Regions from separate parts of the Oncorhynchus mykiss genome. Here region 2 is linked to region 1. The links are chromatin contacts, called in public Hi-C maps. All regions are on one chromosome and are shown on one strand. The core of a region is the stretch at or near the end of the contact, and the rest is flanking DNA. Distances in the headings are between cores, read along the strand shown.

Region 1 (5,182 bases), core at 1,952-4,451:
ACTGTCTCTGCTGGACACTCATTCAACTCAAAGTATGTAACGTTAACTATATAACAGTTTGTGAGACATAACTGATAGTTGAACTCTCTCAGGTTCAGCAGTGTGAAAAATGAGCTGCTCCCCAGCCATGCGCTGGAGCTGTCAGAAAAGAATGTGAGTGACACAATACGCTGTTGTTCTGAGCTAAAGGCTAGGTATATGTTCTGGGAGTTAATACAAGTCTTCAGGTCTCATACAACTTTTCTCGAATAAAACACTAACGCTACTTTAGCTCCAACATTGACTTTTGTACTCTCCCTTGCAGTTTCAGCTGAACCAGGACAAGATGAACTTCTCCAACCTCAGAAACATCCAGGGCCTCCACGCTCCCCTGAAACTGCAGATGGAGTACAGGGCAGCCAGACAGGTAGACACACATGTCTCTCTGATCTTCATTGAAAACAAAGAATAGTGTTGGTGAAAATGAAATAAGCAACTTTCCCACTTATCCCTTACCACTTTCCCTGTCCCTTCTCTCTCTCTCCCTTCTCAGATCCAGCGCCTTCCATTCCTGCAAAGCTCACACCTGGCCCTGGACACTCTCAAAGGGAACGATGAGAGCATCAGCTTTGAGGACATCCTCAACGGTAAGAGACACTGTATACAGACGAGACAGCAGCAGAAAGAAGTTAAACTAATGTCAACTTAGCACTATTTTGTGTCCATCTTCCTGCAGACCCATCCCAAAGTGAGATGGTGGGTGAGCCCCACATCATGATGGAGTATAAGCTGGGCCTGATGTGAGAGCCGTCAGACCCCCGGATGTTTGTGTTTGCCCTCTGTTCACTTCCTTATATGAGACAGCACTCAAGACTCTCGTATCGTTGGATTCCTTTGTTTCTAATAAATCCTATAACTCAACCATGTTGTTGATCTATTACAGGTGTGGGCTAGTGTTTTTGATGTATGCTTGCCTGTTCATTGAATTTATAGAAATACACACTTAAGCATAATATGCATTGCAACTTTTTTTTTAACTCTTATGAATCTTATCCATTACGACCACACACATCTGTCAGGTACCCCTGACTGTTGGTCCCCCCCTTGTGGTACAAAAAAAACACTGCACCAGGTCCTCGTGCTTCAGCACACACGCCACTTGCGGTCACGTCCAATCTACCACCCTCACCTCGTCCCCAACGACTGCCAGCATCCGGCCCGACGGGGCAGAAAGCCATCCAGTTGCTAGGCTGCGTCCCCGTCTCCATAGTGAACACGTCTGCTGACATCCCACAGCATGACAGTCATGGGAATTGTAGTACGTGATGAGGTCACCAGTGGAGCTGAGTGAGATGTGGTTGATGGAGCTGCGGAAGCCGTAGAATGTCTAGGCACATGGCGGTTCGAGTGTCCCACAAGGACAGTCTTCAGCCGAGGAGGTGGGCAGGCTAGGGGAGGAACTACACTGTTGATAGAACCAGTGTGACTGTAGCGGCACCTCTCTGCAGGTCCCACACCATTATAATATGGATAATCATCATGTCTACAAATATGATGGCACACATTACCTCAACACAGTCAGCATGTGTGTGCCAAGTTTGGTAGAAGAACAGGAAATATTTATTTCCTAACAAACTGTGTCATCAAGGGAGCAGGAGGCCACAAAGTCTCCACCGGAATGGAAGGAGCAGCCCCTAGTGGCTCTCTGGGGTCAGCACACAGCGGCCCTCAGAAAGGTCCCATATCTGGAACCTGGAGTCCCACCAGTGGCCCCTAGCTTAGCCCTGTCAGGGTGGAAGTTAACCCCAGAGAGCCCTCGCTGTGCCCTGGCCTCTACAAATCAGCTCTCCTTCAGGAAGCCTACAGAGCTGGTCGTCACCAGCTGAGGCAACCACTAGTTTGCTTGTGTGTAGAGCCAGGTAGCTGACAAGCAGGGTGTGGGCCAAGAGATGTTTTATTGTGAAAAAAGTAAACAGTAACTTGATCATACATTTAGTAGTTTGAGTTACTATTAGGGATATAAAATGCCTTGATACATAAAGGGTGAGCAGGATATTCATCACATCTTACCTTGTGTCTTCAGCTTTCTAATATCTTCAGTCTTTTCTTCTCCTGGCCCACTCACCTGTACTGGAGACGGTGGAAATCTCTGACTTTTTGGAGCTTGTCCCGCTGCTGAGGCTGTTTGTCTATTCTCCCTCTGTTTTTCATCTCGCTGTAATAAAATGTTTTTGAGTGTACACATCTGGAACCTAGCCCCACATCCTCTGCATTAAACAGACATTTGTGCACCATCTCATTCCACTCCGTTTGAAAGCAGTTCATCGTTTTGGACATGCCCATGCTGATAAGGAAGTTGGGTGGAAAGTCATTGACCACTTCGGGTGGGGCTTACCTGTTTTGCATGTTATTTTGGCATTAATACATGTCACATACAGTATCAATTTGCAAACAATGTCAAAAAAATAATAGTAATTGAGTTAATAAAGCTGCATACAAACATGGTCTCTTTTTGCTTTCTTGAGTAAATAAGCTCCAAAAATGCAGGTGTTTCAGCCTGGCTTGTTATGTTATATCTACAAAAATGCAGGTGTTTCAGCCTGGCTTGTTATGTTATATCTACAAAAATGCAGGTGTTTCAGCCTGGCTTGTTATGTTATATCTACAAAAATGCAGGTGTTTCAGCCTGGCTTGTTATGTTATATCTACAAAAATGCAGGTGTTTCAGCCTGGCTTGTTATGTTATATCTACAAAAATGCAGGTGTTTCAGCCTGGCTTGTTATGTTATATCTGCAGTAGCTTTGATTGGACTGATCATGTCAACATCATACTTTCAAAATCTTAGCTAGGAGTAATCATCATGAATCAAGTTGACAATTTTCTGGCAAATCCTTTTTAATCCTTGTCATATGAAGAGAAATAATGAGAAATTATAGATAAAATGTATCGGTGCTCATCGGCCATTGGACAAACATTACACAACAAGTTGCAAATTCAACAATGAGTGGTTTGGAAGGAATCAGTGACAAGTGGCTAACTGCAAGCATTGTAAAGCAATCACTAGCCTGCCATTCAGTGGAGGGGCCGTGTGGTCCAAAATCTGGGATTAAGTGTCTAACAAGTTTAAAATGATAAACATTCAACATTGGCCATGCTGTCAATGAAGCATGATTTGTGCCACGCTCAAAACAATTGCTGACTCGTAACTGCGAAAACTTGACTTCAGTGAGTTCAAGACAACTGGGAATTCTGGAAAAAAAACGTTCAACTCAAAATTTGACAACCCCCACTAACCCCCCCAGATTCGTGTGGAATGCTTTGTGTTGCCATTGAAAACTCCGCTGCTGGAAGAGAACGCGATACTTTGTGGTAATCTAATCTCGTTGTCTGTCTCTACGGTCATTGGTCTCTACTCACAAACATGGCGGACTACCGCGAAGCGCCCTTGGCCACTCGGCCAAAAACGTTGGACCCAGCTGAATATTTCAACCTTTCGCTGGACCAGAGACGTGCCGAGGAGGAGAGGGCTGGTTTAAGGGCCCAGCTGAAGAGACAATATCAGATGCAGCTAAACAACCCGCACAGAAAAGAGCTTATTGTAAGTAGAGTGAGCTAACATGCTAACGCTAGCTAGCTTGCGAATGTCAGACCCACAGTTCACCCAGAGGTAATGCTATTGATGGTGTTTGCTAACTAACGTTACTTTTGTTGATGTGACTTTGGTGTTACTATTTCGGAATAAGTTTGCTATTTAAACGAATTTGTGATGGATTGTTGTATTCAGTTAATTGTATTCTGGGGGAACATGACTGTTTCTGAATTCAACCGTTTTTACCACGATAGTAGTTGACTGCAATAAGACTGGCACCCACTCTCAAAGAATGGCCATCATTATTGACGTGCTGTTTTTTGTGCTTCAAGGAAGACCCTGCCTTGACACGCTGGGTGTATGCACGCACCAACCCCTACAACCACTTCAGAGCCACCAAGAAGACGTCGCTGCTAGGTGGGCTCTTTGGAGTGGTTCCCCTCTTCGTCCTGTACTACGTTCTGAAGACGGACAGGGTATGGATGAGATGACACCAACCCTTAACCTACTTGTTCCCTGACATTAGGGGTCTGTTCCAAATACACCCTAGCCTTTACACCAGTGGTCAAGATCACTGAGTCAAAATACAAAATGAGATCTACCACTTAGGTTTTTTTTATTTTTTAACATGACTTAACCGTAAGCAACTCAATATTAGGAAAGTGTTCCTACCTATATTATGAAGGCAAACTTGTACAGGGCCACCAGACTGTGCCCACTAAAGTCATCCATTGAACAGACACATTGGCTGTCTAATACAGAAGTGATTGGAGTATGAGCCCTCAGAGACAGTAAATTCATCTTAGCTCATCAACATGGTGAAATTATAATTTTTGCATTATTGGAAGCAAACACACTTTGAAGCTTTGTCTGACTCCATAATAGTTTCAAGATTTCTGCCAAATATTTAAGTCAGGGCGAAGCCTAGCATGTGTTCGAAGTTCATCTTCTACTCCGCCACCATTCTTTGTGACATAACAATGGTGGTGCCATGTAGACTAAGATCCTCTCTCTGAATCAGAGAGCTGTCACAGACCTGGGTACTGAGGCTCACACTGTTATAAACACGCCACCAAGAGGTTGCTTAGAGCAGGGCTTCCCAAACGCAGTCTTTTTGGTTTTAGCTAAGCACTACACAGCTGAGTCAAATAACTCATTATCAAGCTTTGATTATTTAAAACAGCTGTGTAGTGCTAGGGCAAAAACCAGAGCAGAAATGAGTTTGGGAAACCCTGGCTTAGGTGACAATGCTTTCGCTCTGCCATCGTAACCTCATTAACCCCCCCCCCCCCCCCCCCGCAGGACAAGAAGGAGGAGCAGATCAAAGCTGGGACCTACGACCGCAAGTTCAAGCTCGCCTACTGAGTTTGCTCATTGCAGACTTCCATTGTAAAGTATTGTAGATTTAATGTCAGTGTGTATCTTATTAACTGAATAAAATTTAATTTTGTTGAAAAAGCAAATCAAATGTCTGCCTGTCATTACAAACATACATGGGCTGTGAATGACATGAGCAGCAGAGTGGTGAAAACATGCTAATACGTCTTCCAGGGAATTTTTATTCATTCACTTTTGTCCAGTAACTTACATTTTTTTTTTAATCAATGAACTGG
Region 2 (5,182 bases), core at 1,052-3,551, 270 kb after region 1:
AATTCTTATTTACAATGACGGCCTACCCCGGCCAAACCCAAACCTGGACGACGCTTGGCCAATTGTGCGCCACCCTATGGGACTCCCAATCAAGGCCAGTTATGATACGGCCTGGAATCGAACCAGGATCTGTAGTGATGCATCTAGCACTAAGATGCAGTGCCTTAAGACCGCTGGGCCACCCGGGAGCCCCAAGTTCCATGTAACTAACTACGCCGTGGTTACCTTCCTGTACATCTGGATGAATCGTGTGTGAACCAACAGGGCCCTCTGGAGATCACTGACATTATGCCAGAGCAGACGGTACCAGAAATGGAATGATGACACAGTGCTCCAATGCACTTCTGTACCCGGCTCAGCAGACCACAAATGTGTAACCACGCCTGTAGTAACTGTGTAACCACACCCGAAGGCTTTTATTATGTTTCTGCAGTAGTAAACCATGGCAGTAAACCACATTATAGTAGTTCAATAGTGTCCCGACTGCTTCTCATCACTAGCGCTAGCACAGTAAATGACAGATCAGAAACTTTCACAGTCCCTTATCCTTTGCTTTATTGTTAATTGTTTTTCCTTTGTTAGATCCACATGGCAGAGAAAACAGCTGTGATTGCAGCAACATAAGTGGGATGATCACTTGGGACACGCGTCAACATAATGGCCTCAGGACTGTCTTAGGCAATAGCGAGGCCCTATGCTGTGTCTATATCAACATTACCTCATCCTACTGAGTCAAATGTGATTCTCCTATGGCCATTATATCAGAGGAGTAAGTAGGTCTCTCTATGGCTAGTACTGGAAGCTGGTGTGGGGGCTAGGCTATAGTTTGATTATAAATACTGGTACAGTATATAATACAGTATGGGTAAAAATAATAAAAAAACAGTATATAGTTGACTCCTGATAGTAAGTGCACTTAAGTGTAAAACAATCTTGAGGTTGGAATTCAATGACAATGTTTGTAATTGTTCCTGATGACTGCATGTTCCCAAGCCGTGTCAATCATTCATCAGGACAGGAGTTGACAGTGATTGAGTCAGGTAGAGAGAGAGAGACACAGACAGACAGACAGAGAGAGAGACACAGAGAGAGAGAGAGACAGAGAGAGAGAGAGAGAGACAGAGAGAGAGAGAGACAGAGAGGTAGAGAGGTAGACAGAGAGGTAGAGAGGTAGAGAGAGACAGAGAGGTAGAGAGGTAGAGAGAGAGAGAGACACTCACCATTCCTGGTGGATGAACTTGATGCTGCCAGTACAGACACAGGGGTGGTACAAGGGTTTGTCTGGGGTCCCCTCTGAACGACACACGCGACATATATCCCCTACACAGAGAAGATGTTTGTCCATTGGTTCAGAGAGACAGACAAGACGACACACACACACCGCCTACACATAGGAAGAACAGCCTTCTGTAGTAGCAATCGATTTGAAGCTACCTAATGAATTGTCCCAGTGCTTAATCAAACAATATTGTAGTTAGCTTTACACTGACAAGATAAATGGTAACACCAGCCATGAGAGCAGACATCAGCTAATAAATAGCTAGCTTGCTATGGAGTTAGCTACGTTTCATTGATTACCTCGCTACTGTAGCTAGCTACATTACGTTAGCTTAACCAACTAACATGCCAGTGTTAGCAGCCGCATCAATTATCTGTACTGGGGAAATGTGCTAGGTTATATAACTAATTAGCCCCGGTCTAGCTAGCTACTGGTAGCTCATTGATGATCGATTGCTTCTAGCCAGGCCCTAACTGGTGTCACTGTGTGGGTGTCAGTGTACGGAAAATGTGCTGAAAACAGACGTTGGAAAGGTAACGTTAGTTGGAGACCACCTTTGCCTTGGAGACCGAGTACAGAGTAACTGGCTAGTTTCACTAAGCTAACTTAGCTAGCCAACGTTAGTGGACTGTAAAAAAATAAAAAAATGTACCTTCATCTGCAATGTCCATCTTCATAGATGAGGCTCTGCCCCTCTTTTTTGGAGTTATACAGTAACGTTAGTTTGCTATCGCACACCCATCCACAACGCGAACGGCACTGTTTTTAGCCGATCTGGATCAGACTATCCTTGAAGTCCGATACATTGACTATCATAAAATGGTGTCCACTTTGAACACCAGAATCCCTCCTGTTTCGTGACACGCTCGGACCATGTATGTTGGACCGGTAGCGATTGTCAAACCGAGATCGCTAGCAGACCTTTTCCTTGCAAATTCAACACGATAGAGGCGACGAATAAGAAATGTACCCGACACAAGTGATACCTTGCGACAGTGTGCGCCGTTTTCCGTCAGCGGTCATCCGGAATCTGCGTCACATGGTACCATTTTGTGGTTTCTGGCCCGTGTAGATAGTGACATCCTGCGGTATTTAGCCGGTACTACATCATACCGATATATCTGTGACTGAATCCCATTTCTTTAAATTGATGCCTGCACCACCGCGTTAACCCGTTATGGTATTTACTGTTCATCTCGGAATGTAATTGCAAACTGCACACAGCTGACTTTACAACAAATTCTCACATTACCAAAGCCAGGTCAAGAATTGTTAATATCTCTAACGCACATGGCATCAGTGGCGCTGTGGCTTAGTTGGTTAAAGCGCCTGTCTAGTAAACAGGAGATCCTGAGTTCGAATCTCAGCAGTGCCTTTTTGAGACGGTAGGTTTGTACAGTTCGAAATTGTCCCAGTTACAACTCGGCTAAGGCGAATTGAATGATTATTACACGTTTACATTTTCTACACTCAAAATGCAGATTATAAAATGATCCATTTTGGTGGGTTTGAACTTCGGACTGGGAACGACGCTCACGCCGTCGAAGAGGGCGTTCCTTCTAGTCAGCCATTCACATATTTTTCACTTTTCCACCGCGGAAGAAAACTAAACTCTAACGGGAAGGGGAGAAATATACTATTTTTTAGAGTCAGTGCGCGGGGGTACCGGTTAGTTGAGGTAATTTGTACATGTAGGTAGGGGTGAAGTGACTATGCATATATAATAAACAGCGAGTAGCAGCAGTGTACAAAACAAATGGAGAGAGGGGGGGTCAATGTAAATAGTCCGGTGGCCATTTGATTAGTTGTTCAGCAGTCTTATGTCTTGGGGGGGTAGAAGCTGTTAAGGAGCCTTTTGGTCCTAGACTTGGTGCTCCGGTACCGCTTGCCGTGCGGTAGCAGAGAGAACAGTCTATGACTTGGGTGCCTGGAGTCTTGACGATTTTATGGCCTTTCCATTGTATGTGGAAATAACTGAGGCTTGTAGGCTATGTTGCCCTCTAGAGCAGAGTCAGCGTGACGCACTCCGCAATGAGTGGGAACATTTTTATAATAATTACCTACTTATGTCAAAGGATTCCGTATCCCTGTATCGATGAATACAACCCATGTGTTTCAGTGTACCAGTATGTGTTTGTATGGCTATGTGGGTGATTCTCGATGTTATCTCTTTCCAGATGGCCAATGAGGCGAAGCCGTGTCCATGTGACATGGGATACATGATGGAGTATGGAGGTGTTGGCCAGGAGGTCCAGATAGAACACATCAAGGCCTACCTGGTGAAGCCTCCCTCTGATTCAGACAAGGCCGTCATCATCATCCAGGACATCTATGGCTGGCAGCTACCCAACACCAGATACATGGCTGACATGCTGGCCTCCAATGGATACACGTACGTAACAATGCATACTTAACAATGTTGCTACTTACTGTATACCTGGCATTTACTGGCGAATTACAGTACAAGTATTACCAGTATTGTCATGCTGGCTGTCTATCTCCCCTCAGTGCAGTGTGTCCTGACTTCTACGTTGGAAAGGAGCCATGGAGTCCATCACAAGATTGGTCTACCTTTCAGCAGTGGCTGGAGGACAAGAAGCCCACCAATATCAACAAGTAATGCAAACATTCCCATTGGCCAGAGAGTAGTCTCAGAAAGCAGACTCCACTCCATTATGCCAGAGAGTAGTCTCAGAAAGCAGACTCCACTCCATTATGCCAGAGAGTAGTCTCAGAAAGCAGACTCCACTCCCTTATGCCAGAGAGTAGTCTCAGAAAGCAGACTCCACTCCCTTATGCCAGAGAGTTGTCGCAGAAAGCCAGACGCCATTCCATTGGCCAGAAAGTAGTCTCAGAGAGCCAGTCTTCACTCCATAATCTCACATCTGTATACAGTATTAATCTCTATCAGCACACATCCACTGTTGGCCAGCAGAGGGTACCATCACGAAGCCAGACTCGTTAGTCTTATATTCTGTCAATAGAATATAACTTTATTAGAAAATAACTTTATCCCTCTTAACTTACAACTGAAATGTGTGTGCCCTGTGCTCCCCTAGTAACCCAACCCCTTCCTCCCCTCTCTCCCTGCTGTCTGTCTGTCCGTCCAGGGAGGTGGACGCAGTCCTGAGGTTTCTGAAGAGCCAGTGTGGAGCCCTGCGTATTGGGGCAGTGGGCTTCTGCTGGGGGGGAGTGGCCACCCACTACCTGGCTCTGCAGTACCCTGAGGTCAGGGCAGGGGTATCTGTCTATGGTAAGGGTAGGGGTCAGAGGCCTGTCCAATCAGAAAACAGTAATAACCATGAGGTAGTCTACCAACGGTCGCAATCTAGGCTGATTACATTGCAGACGCCTGCCAGATCTCGTGAGGTGTAGCTAACCACATCATATGATGTGGTCGCGTGTTGCTCAGTTGGCAGAGCATGGCGATTGTACCGCAGTACGAAAAAGGTATGAAAATGTTTGCGCTCACTACTGTAAGTCACTCTGGATAAGAGCCTCTGCTAAAGGACAATTATTATTATTTATTTATTATATTTTTTTTTTAAATATATGATTTAGCAGCCTGATTCCCGACTGCACATTCGATAATATGAAAGACAACCATTGGTTGATGCAGTGCAACAGCTGCAATGTAGTCGGTCTGGAACGCAACCATTGTGCTTGCCTAGTAGGCTAGTAATGCTAATGCTATGCTGTTTGGATGTGACTGCGTGTCTGCAGGAATCATCAGAGAGAGGGAGGACAGGTATGAACTGAAGAGCCCGACGCTGTTTATCTTCGGAGAGAAGGATGACGTCATCCCACTGGACCAGGTGTGGTATTATTAAATACTACACAGTACTACATTTTTTTAAAGAAAAAAGTCCATGTAGATCATTCATATATTGAAAACTATATTGA

The links. Hi-C and Micro-C count contacts between places; a contact is called where the count stands out from the background.
Region 2: a contact with region 1 is called in a Hi-C map of liver, with 2.6 times the contacts expected there. The contact joins the promoter of LOC110490906 here to the promoter of LOC110489575 in region 1. A contact is called at or near these places in 2 of 3 Hi-C or Micro-C datasets (blood and liver).

What each region holds. Positions count from the first base shown.
Region 1 is chr15:10,440,454-10,445,635 of USDA_OmykA_1.1, forward strand. LOC110489575 (NADH dehydrogenase [ubiquinone] 1 beta subcomplex subunit 4) reads left to right here and starts at 3,202. Exons shown (of 3, transcript XM_021562305.2): 1 at 3,202-3,578; 2 at 3,902-4,045; 3 at 4,872-5,032. The coding sequence starts at 3,402. The coding sequence ends at 4,934. LOC110489573 (proteasome maturation protein) reads left to right here. Exons shown (of 6, transcript XM_021562303.2): 3 at 93-153; 4 at 305-406; 5 at 533-626; 6 at 716-921. The coding sequence ends at 783. It overlaps LOC110489574 (homogentisate 1,2-dioxygenase), which reads right to left. Exons shown (of 14, transcript XM_021562304.2): 14 at 5,113-5,182.
Region 2 is chr15:10,708,834-10,714,015 of USDA_OmykA_1.1, forward strand. It overlaps LOC110490906 (E3 ubiquitin-protein ligase MARCHF6), which reads right to left and starts at 2,302. Exons shown (of 26, transcript XM_036943695.1): 1 at 1,932-2,302; 2 at 1,221-1,320. The coding sequence starts at 1,956. It overlaps cmbl (carboxymethylenebutenolidase homolog), which reads left to right and starts at 2,543. Exons shown (of 6, transcript XM_021562310.2): 1 at 2,543-2,664; 2 at 3,457-3,671; 3 at 3,788-3,895; 4 at 4,390-4,532; 5 at 5,003-5,094. The coding sequence starts at 3,457. It overlaps trnat-agu (a tRNA gene), which reads left to right and starts at 2,581; the gene lies at 2,581-2,654.